Linked DNA regions of Zea mays: region 1 is linked to region 2. A link is a contact called in public Hi-C data. All regions are on one chromosome and are shown on one strand. Each heading gives the region's core, a stretch centred on a gene start, on an enhancer-like site or on the middle of the called end of the contact. The rest is flanking DNA. Distances are from core to core; before and after follow the strand shown.

Region 1 (3,968 bases), core at 1,097-3,596, 300 kb before region 2:
GCCTACTTGGCGGCTTGGCATTAGCTGGCCATCTAGGATATCACGAATTTCTCCATGAGAGGGTCCCATACGCATATGACGATGACATCCACGAGAGCGCCACCACTCCCATAAAAAAGATGAGACATGAACTAGAGAAAGAGATAAATTTATTCTACTACTGAATCTAGGTTAGACTCATGCTAGTTTGGATAGGCCGTAGGCAATGGCCCTCTTGACTCTAGAGGTCAAGGGATGATGATAACAGATCGTGTAAAATAGAGGATTTACATTATAGATGATACTATTTGCAGAGTAAATTTTAAAATAGAGATAGAAGAGAATATGATAGGGTAGCTACTAAGTGGCCGCACATGCGCCCACCCTCAGCATTGGCCATGCATGCACAGCGTGTCTCTTATTCAAGTTTTAGTTTACCATAGATGAATCAGATAATGCCTTTGTCGAAAAAGATATGCATATTATTTTTCCGTCAAACTATTTTAATTTTTTTGATCAAATTTATAGGAAAACGAATCAACATTTATCATTTTAAATAAGTATATTTATAAAATAAATGTTATACTTATTTGGTATTATAAATAACTAGATATTTTTAGACTGTTTATAAAAATGTTTAGTTTGATAAATCACTCTATTTTAGATGAGTTGGTGCATAATATGTTTATTTATTAAATTTAGTCACATAAATATTTTCTTAATAGTGGTACTAGTTATTATTATCTTTTGATAAACGAACCGATAAATCAACTTATTAAAGGGCCTCTAACTGAGTTGGTTAGATCATCTGAGTAATACTCCTCATGTTCCAAGTTGAATTTTAGGCTACACTTAAAAAAGCTCCTTGTCTATCACATGGGGAAGCACAAGTCAAAGCATATGAGTTTAAGAGGAAATTGAATATTTTTTGGGTACTCCAATCATTTATTTGGTGCAAGCATGCAACCAAACTAGTGGTCGATCTAGGATTTTATTTAAGGGTATACCATTTAAATTTTTTATACATAATTTATGAAACTTATTTTATAATTATATAATAATTATAGAATTTGCATCATGATTCATTATATATATATATATATTAAGTAACACAATAAGACCTAAATTCAAGGATTAAGTTAAAATCATCCACTAAGTACAATCTAAATAGTTTAAAATTTATATCAATAGTTCTAATACAACCATAAAAGAGTATTATAGACTTATAATACCATGTTTGGATAAAAATATTGGAGCACGGAATTAGGAATTGGAATCAACTTTCCAGAATTCAATTGTTTGGTTGCACATGGAATTGAGATTTGAAATTAGAGACCCAATTCCGTGGAATTGGACTATATAACTAGAAACTCACTGTCCCAATATAGAATATCACTCCTTTGTATTGTGTGGAATTGGACCACACAATTCTAAACTCTAATTCAGTGACATCCAAACAATAAAATTGGAATTACATCTCATTTCAATACCATGCTTGGTTAGGTATTGAACTAAATTCAATTACATGTCCTCTAATATTGGCATCCAAATGAAGCATAACATTATTTTTCTTAAGGAATATAAATGTCTTGGATATATCATTTTATCAACTTTAAAGAAAATATCCATTTCAAACAAAAATGACTAGTCTATCATAAAAAAACATAACCTCTTACCTTATTCTTAATTTGCTTTTTTTACTAAAAACATATTTTTTTCTCTTTCTTATTCTCTCCCCCTGACTTCAATCAAGTAGATTATATTAGAAAAAGTATAAAAGATAGTTTGATAACTCTATTTTTGCAACGATTCTCATTTTTCTAAAAAAATGAAGTATTTTTCCAGAGAAAATGAAGACCCCTTAAAAAAACAGGGTTGCCAAACTAACCCTAAAAGAAGCGGTGTAGATATATCTGTTGTCGTATTGTATCAAGATTGTCTGTCCCGTGATGTTGTGAGTGTGTTTGGTAATTTTGTACGCGTGCACACAAAAAAATAGACTGTACAAGCAATAACAAGTATACACGAAAAATAGATTTACTAAATATGATTGATAGTATAGAATATTTTTCCATAAAGTATACCACTAGACTAAAATCTAGTAGTAGTCTTGAAAATATCATGAGCAATAACAAGCAAGCAGAACAAAACATTCACGATATGGTTCAACGTAATGTTAGTTACAAGTATACACAACTGAACAGTATTTCCAGTAACTTTCAAATGCATATCCAAATTCGATGACGGATATTTGTTTCATGCCATCGTCGTGCCGTCCAAGAAATCGCGTGGATATATAAGCAGAGCAGGCTCGTATCGTAGACACGACACATGGGTAATGGGCTCGTATCGTAGTTAACGAAATGCGATATGGCTTGTGTAGTGGGCCAATTCGTACACGTGAGACTGGACCGGACCTGCCCAAACAAGGCCCAAGAGAAATGTGCCTAGTGTTACGATCGAGCTGATGAATCCATTTCGTGATAGTGTGCTAACCATATACTCCATCTATTTTTTTATTTGTCACAATTTAGTTCAAAAATAATTATTATACGACAAATATTCGAGAATGAACATAACACTATACAGTCAATTAATCATGCAAGGCGATCATGCTGTTATTATTCGACTTGTCGTGGCACGAACGTAGGGATTAATCGAATTTAATCAATTTGCCGGCATCGCTTTCATGCACGGTGGCAGCCTTGATCACAATAGTCTACCGTGGAAGACCGGGACACTATCATAATTCGATTCTTTGCTGAATACCAAATAATTTACCGAATTTTTTTTCGTACTCGATAAAGAAGTTTTTTATTAAGTGTCAAACAAAAAAACACTCAACAAAGGGTTTGCTTGCCGAGTGTTTTATTTTTGACACTGGACAAATAGTTTCTCCGTCGGGTGTTTTATTTTTGACACTCGGCAAAGTGTTTTGTTTCCGAATGTTTTTTTTCAACACTAGACAAAGACAATTTAAAAAACACATTTTGAAGCAGTAAATTAATTCAAATGAAAAAGTTTTCAGCTACAAATTTTTATAACTCATCAAGATGTACAATTTATATTTTTGTCATTTCTTCATATGACAAAATAAAAGTAAATTTGTTCATAAAAACTGTATCTCTCTCGTATTTTATGAAACTACAGGAGAGATGTATAAGATTTGTGAATAATGTTAAAACTAATATGTGGTATGAATAAATGACCAAAAAATTAAAATAAAATTTGTATATCTTGAAAAGTTATAGAATTTTATAGTTGGTAACCTTTTGATTTGAAGTCACCTTAGCAACGAAAACTACGTCTGAATTTTAAAAATTTTAAATTCGAATTTTTAAAACGACCTCAAATGGAAAAACAACCAGAATGAAAGTTGTAGGTCTTAAAAGTTATGAAACTTTGTAGTCGACAACATTTTGGTTTAAAACCATCTTTTCTTGCAAAATTTTGTTTGAATTTTAAAATTTGAATTTTTCAAATGACCTTGGATGGAAAAACCACCAAAATAAAAGTTGTAGGTCTTGAAATGTTATGAAACTTATAATTGACATTTTTTTATTTGAAATCATGTTGCCATAGAAAAATATGTTTGAAGTTTTCAAATTTAAAATTTAAATGTTGTAAACGAAGGAATAGTGGTTAGCTTGAAATTTGAAACTATCAATATGAAAGTTATAGATCTTGAAAAGTAATACAACCTTAAAGTCGACAACATTTTCATTTAAATTTATTTAGTACCTCAAATAATAATTTAAATCTTGATTGGTTATAATACATGTGGAAAGAAACTCTACGATCATAGTAATGGTCAATAAAATCTGATATGTAATACATATATTTGGATAACAATCTACCATGTAATGAATTGAAGAATCTCAGTAACTGATAAAATTATTAATATCAACATCAAATGAGTTACCATAAAAAATATATGCAAAAGTTATATAAAACTACCGTAAATTATGATTATCCAAAAAATTATAAGA
Region 2 (4,036 bases), core at 637-3,136:
CGCTGCTGGTAAAACTTATTTCACCCTCCTATAGGAAAGGGAAGAGACAACATTCTTTCGCATAAGCAGACGTAGAGCCAACATTCTTTCGCATAAAGTTCTGAACCGATGGCTATGAACTATTCTAAAAAATTGACTTGCTAATTTGCATACGGATATATATTTCATTAAGATGTGAAAACAATTTGCAAGTATGTGTGATATGTTGTTTTACTAAACGGCTTGACCAATCTATATTTTTCGGTCCAAAACGACTAAAAATTAGTTGTCATAGTTATATCTGATATTAAATACAAAGAAAATTATACAGATCATCGAGGTAGCAAATTCACGTAAAAAGTATCATGGTTGGCCTGAGCATGACCCGGTTTTATTTTTCCCCTATTTTTCATAAAAGTCTCTATATTATATTTGAGTATAGAGTTTAAAATAAAAAAATGTGTGTGTTCTGGTGGCTAGGCAGATGTGATCGTGAGTTTAAAGCAAATAACCATGGTTCAAATCCTATTTACATTTACATATATTTTATCTTATTTTTACCGTTTAGTTTCTTGAAATTGTCCAAACACATGTGTTGTTTAGCGCATTTATTTTTAACATATAATTTCTATAGGGTATCAAACACATGCTTTGTCACTCACATGCGCAGCAGGCTTGCATGTAGTGGTGGCATTTGCATGCATGGTTACGCAGCTTTAGTTGCATTCGGCTTTGCATTCACGCTTATGCACATGCAGGCTTTGTATGTAGTGGTGGCATTTGCATGCACGATTGCGCAGCTTTAGTTGCATGCGCTGGCGAGGCTTGCATGTACGCAGAGGGCAAGGGCACGAATCAGGTCTATATTAGCCTCTTAATAGATAGTATAGATTATTACGAATTGGGCACATCATTTAACAGCACATTTTCACCATAATAACAAAAGGAATAGATGTCAGCAAAAGCTTTCATGTTGTCATTATTAGAAGAGTGGAACCTGCGAGGCCTTCTTGTTGGGTTACATCCTTTTATATTTAATTTTAAATAGAAAGAGATTTAACTTCGGTCGAATTCCTCCGCGTAGCCACATCACGGCCACAACCAGCAAATCACAGCCCACTGGTACACTTATCCGAACAATCTAATGAATACAACAGCAGCTGCATAGATAAAATCTACAGTATCTATGACAGAAACTATCAGAGTTCACGACAACTGATGGTTAGCTCTGACTAGGTTGCATTACACGTCGTAAAAGAGAAGGGGGGAAAAATCTTACAGCCTTTGTGATACGTGAGCAGGTATTCCTGTGACCTGTCTGTCTGTCTTCTTACCGCTTCCTTTTATCCTTCCGCAGCCAATTTCGCTACAAGGCAGGCAGCTACAGCCGTCGTCATACCTTGGGTGCCAAAAAGCTTCGGTAATAATAAACCAGTAACACATGCTTCAGCTTCACATCCACCAAGGAAAATCCCGAGGAGGAAGTCAGCTTGTGCCAGGACTGATCTTGTGGAATCACCGACTGCCGCTTTTCGGGGGCTCCCCAGCCATCGAACCGACAACAGTTTCCTGCGCCTGGATCCTTGAACGTGTGAAAGACCACGCCTTTCACTTCAAGCAAGCAAACAAGCAAAAAAAAAGCACTACTGTACCAGTTCTCTCTAGCACGTTCCCCTATGCGTAGTACATGTACAAGCTGTTTGCGGCAGCGCACGCGATGGAGTTCTCAGTTGGGTGCCACGCAAGATGGAGCAGCTTTGTTGAGAGGTCGCAAGAGTTTCCGCTGGCGTCAACGCTTGTGTTCTCTCCACCTGCACGGTGAGCTTAACTGATCAGGACCGAACCAAGGCGGCTGGATTTTTTTTTCCACCAGAAGGGCGTGGTCTGGTAGCGCAGGAGGGGTACTGACCTCTCCTCACAGCACCGGTCAGAGTCCGTGCAGGCCTTGCTGGATCAGCAACCTGTCGCCTGTATGGGTTTCCGCAATTCCAATGGTTAAATAGTACAAGTTTAGCCACGCTTGGAAAAGTAGTTTGCAAGTAGAGTGCATGTTGTTTCTATGGTACGTAGCTCCAAAATAGAAGGAAAAAAAAAGAAACATAAAAGGCTTCGTTGTCGTTGTGTTGTATTATTGTATTAAATACTATCTCCGTTCTCGAATATTTGCCGCCCGCTAGTTCATTTTTAAACTAAAACGCGACAAATAAAAAAGAACGGAGGGAGTACTAAACTCACTTGGAGCAGAAACTTAGTTAATTAGCGAGTAAGGGGCTCATGAATCATGTTCAAAAAAATATACTCTATATTCAGGTAGATTATAACTTAACCCACTTAACAATATGCACACTAATGGTAATCCCAACATTTGACGGACCTCATGGGATTTCTGCTGGCTTCCAACGTTGATGCCTCCACGCTTTCAGGAGAACAACCAAAAACACGAAACAAATTACTGCAATTACGATGCCACGAGATGAGTTAACATACAGAGGTGTTAAATGAACCCAACAGCTAGCAATTCTCACAGCTCATAGTGCGAGGATAAGGATATACCTATAAGAACCAGTTGCAACATGGAGTCCATCGCCGCTGAGGCAGCACTCAAATTTGTCAAAAATTGAATCGTTCTCGTATAAATCACAAAGCTGCAAAAGATGTTACCCACGCTATCAGATTACAGCAGATATTGATACGGCTCTTTCATTCTCATTCAGATGATAAGAAAATTCACCTTAGGACGTAAGTATTCATGAACCTGAAAAGTTGCAACTGGGCCTGAATCCATGTTTAGATCCCACAACTGGAGAAACAAAAACGGTTAACTAAAATTATTTCTAGCAGATAAACATATTTATCACAAAAGGGCAGAGCACCAAAAGTTCCTTGATCCTCAAAGTCTAAGTGAAATTATTTAAATATCTGATGGACCAATAAAAAGGGTAGGCTTGGTGCAGTGATCAGAACTCAATGACGTCACACAGATTATTTATAACATTGAAAGATGAACTCAATGCCTCAAGACCTGGATAGAGAAAAACGACGATTTTTCTGGTAATAAAATTGATATCTCGTGCACAAATCATACAGAGTAAAAGAAATATAAATTCAGTAACGGGATAGATAGGTCTGTTGCAAACCTTGAGTGTCATATAATCACGACTAAGAATGTGTCTTCCATCCCTTGCAAATTTTATATCTGAAACTGATGCTATTATCTCTGTAAAAAAGGATCTTGATCCAGGTGCTTCATGCTCCTCAAATCTGAACAAGATGCCCCAGTTAAACCAGATAAGACCATGACCAATAAATAAACTTAAAATGTTTGTAGCCATTAGAAATGATAAAATCTAAGCATTGCCTTCTAATCAACAATAATGTTACTGAAGTTCAAGGGGGGTTACTAACAGTTTAGCATGGTTGTCACACAGTGCTGACTGTCGCAGATCAATAAGCCGAATAGTACCCTTTGAGCTACTATATGCTAGTGTATTACAGTGAGTTGGATGGAACTCCGCACAAGTGATCACCTCTGAAATTGCACAGAATTATAATGTAATGGGTGTTGCCACATAACAAGTATGAAACCAACAGGAATTGCATGAGAACAAATGAATGTCTACAAAGATCTATTAACCAACAGCCAAGGGTGTCTCACAACCAGACGCTACCGACCGCTGCAGGCCCCAACACAAGTCGGTTCAGCCGGCCGCTGGGCCTTCCTAGTTCCTACCAGTCAGTACTGACCGCGTTGGAGCCGGACCCGATCGGTAACGACCACTGCATTGGACGGTTCAATAGGTACCAACCCAATCCAGCCAATAACAGCCCAAACAGGTCGTTAACGCCTTTAGTGACATGACGCGTTATGATTGGTTCAGGTGTGCACCACGTCAGCTAGCTGTTTTTTAACCATTTGAAGTAAAAAAAACTAAAACCCAACCTACAAATTAGATTTTATCTATGAATTATGTAAATTTGGTTTTATGTTTAAGTTATGTAACTTTATTTATGAATTATGTATTTCTTTTAATTTTTATGTTTAAGTCATGAATAATAA

The links. Hi-C and Micro-C count contacts between places; a contact is called where the count stands out from the background.
Region 1: a contact with region 2 is called in a Hi-C map of tassel, with 1.9 times the contacts expected there. The contact joins two enhancer-like sites. A contact is called at or near these places in 2 of 25 Hi-C or Micro-C datasets (ear and tassel).

The regions. Positions count from the first base shown.
Region 1 is chr4:238,229,504-238,233,471 of Zm-B73-REFERENCE-NAM-5.0, reverse strand. No RefSeq gene overlaps it. Among protein-coding and RNA genes, the nearest start is that of LOC100279319, 31 kb to the left of the region's middle. Within about 2 kb of position 2,346, at least 17 of the 20 cell types and tissues checked have an H3K27ac peak or open chromatin away from gene starts, as enhancers often do. A contact at or near this core is called in ear and tassel, where this site is marked.
Region 2 is chr4:237,927,736-237,931,771 of Zm-B73-REFERENCE-NAM-5.0, reverse strand. It overlaps LOC100193694, which reads right to left. Exons shown (of 15, transcript NM_001358863.1): 8 at 3,385-3,508; 9 at 3,117-3,240; 10 at 2,711-2,779; 11 at 2,533-2,624; 12 at 2,354-2,431; 13 at 1,889-1,947; 14 at 1,632-1,790; 15 at 1,074-1,554. The coding sequence ends at 1,654. Among protein-coding and RNA genes, the nearest start is that of LOC100193694, 8.5 kb to the right of the region's middle. Within about 2 kb of position 1,886, at least 9 of the 20 cell types and tissues checked have an H3K27ac peak or open chromatin away from gene starts, as enhancers often do. A contact at or near this core is called in ear and tassel, where this site is marked.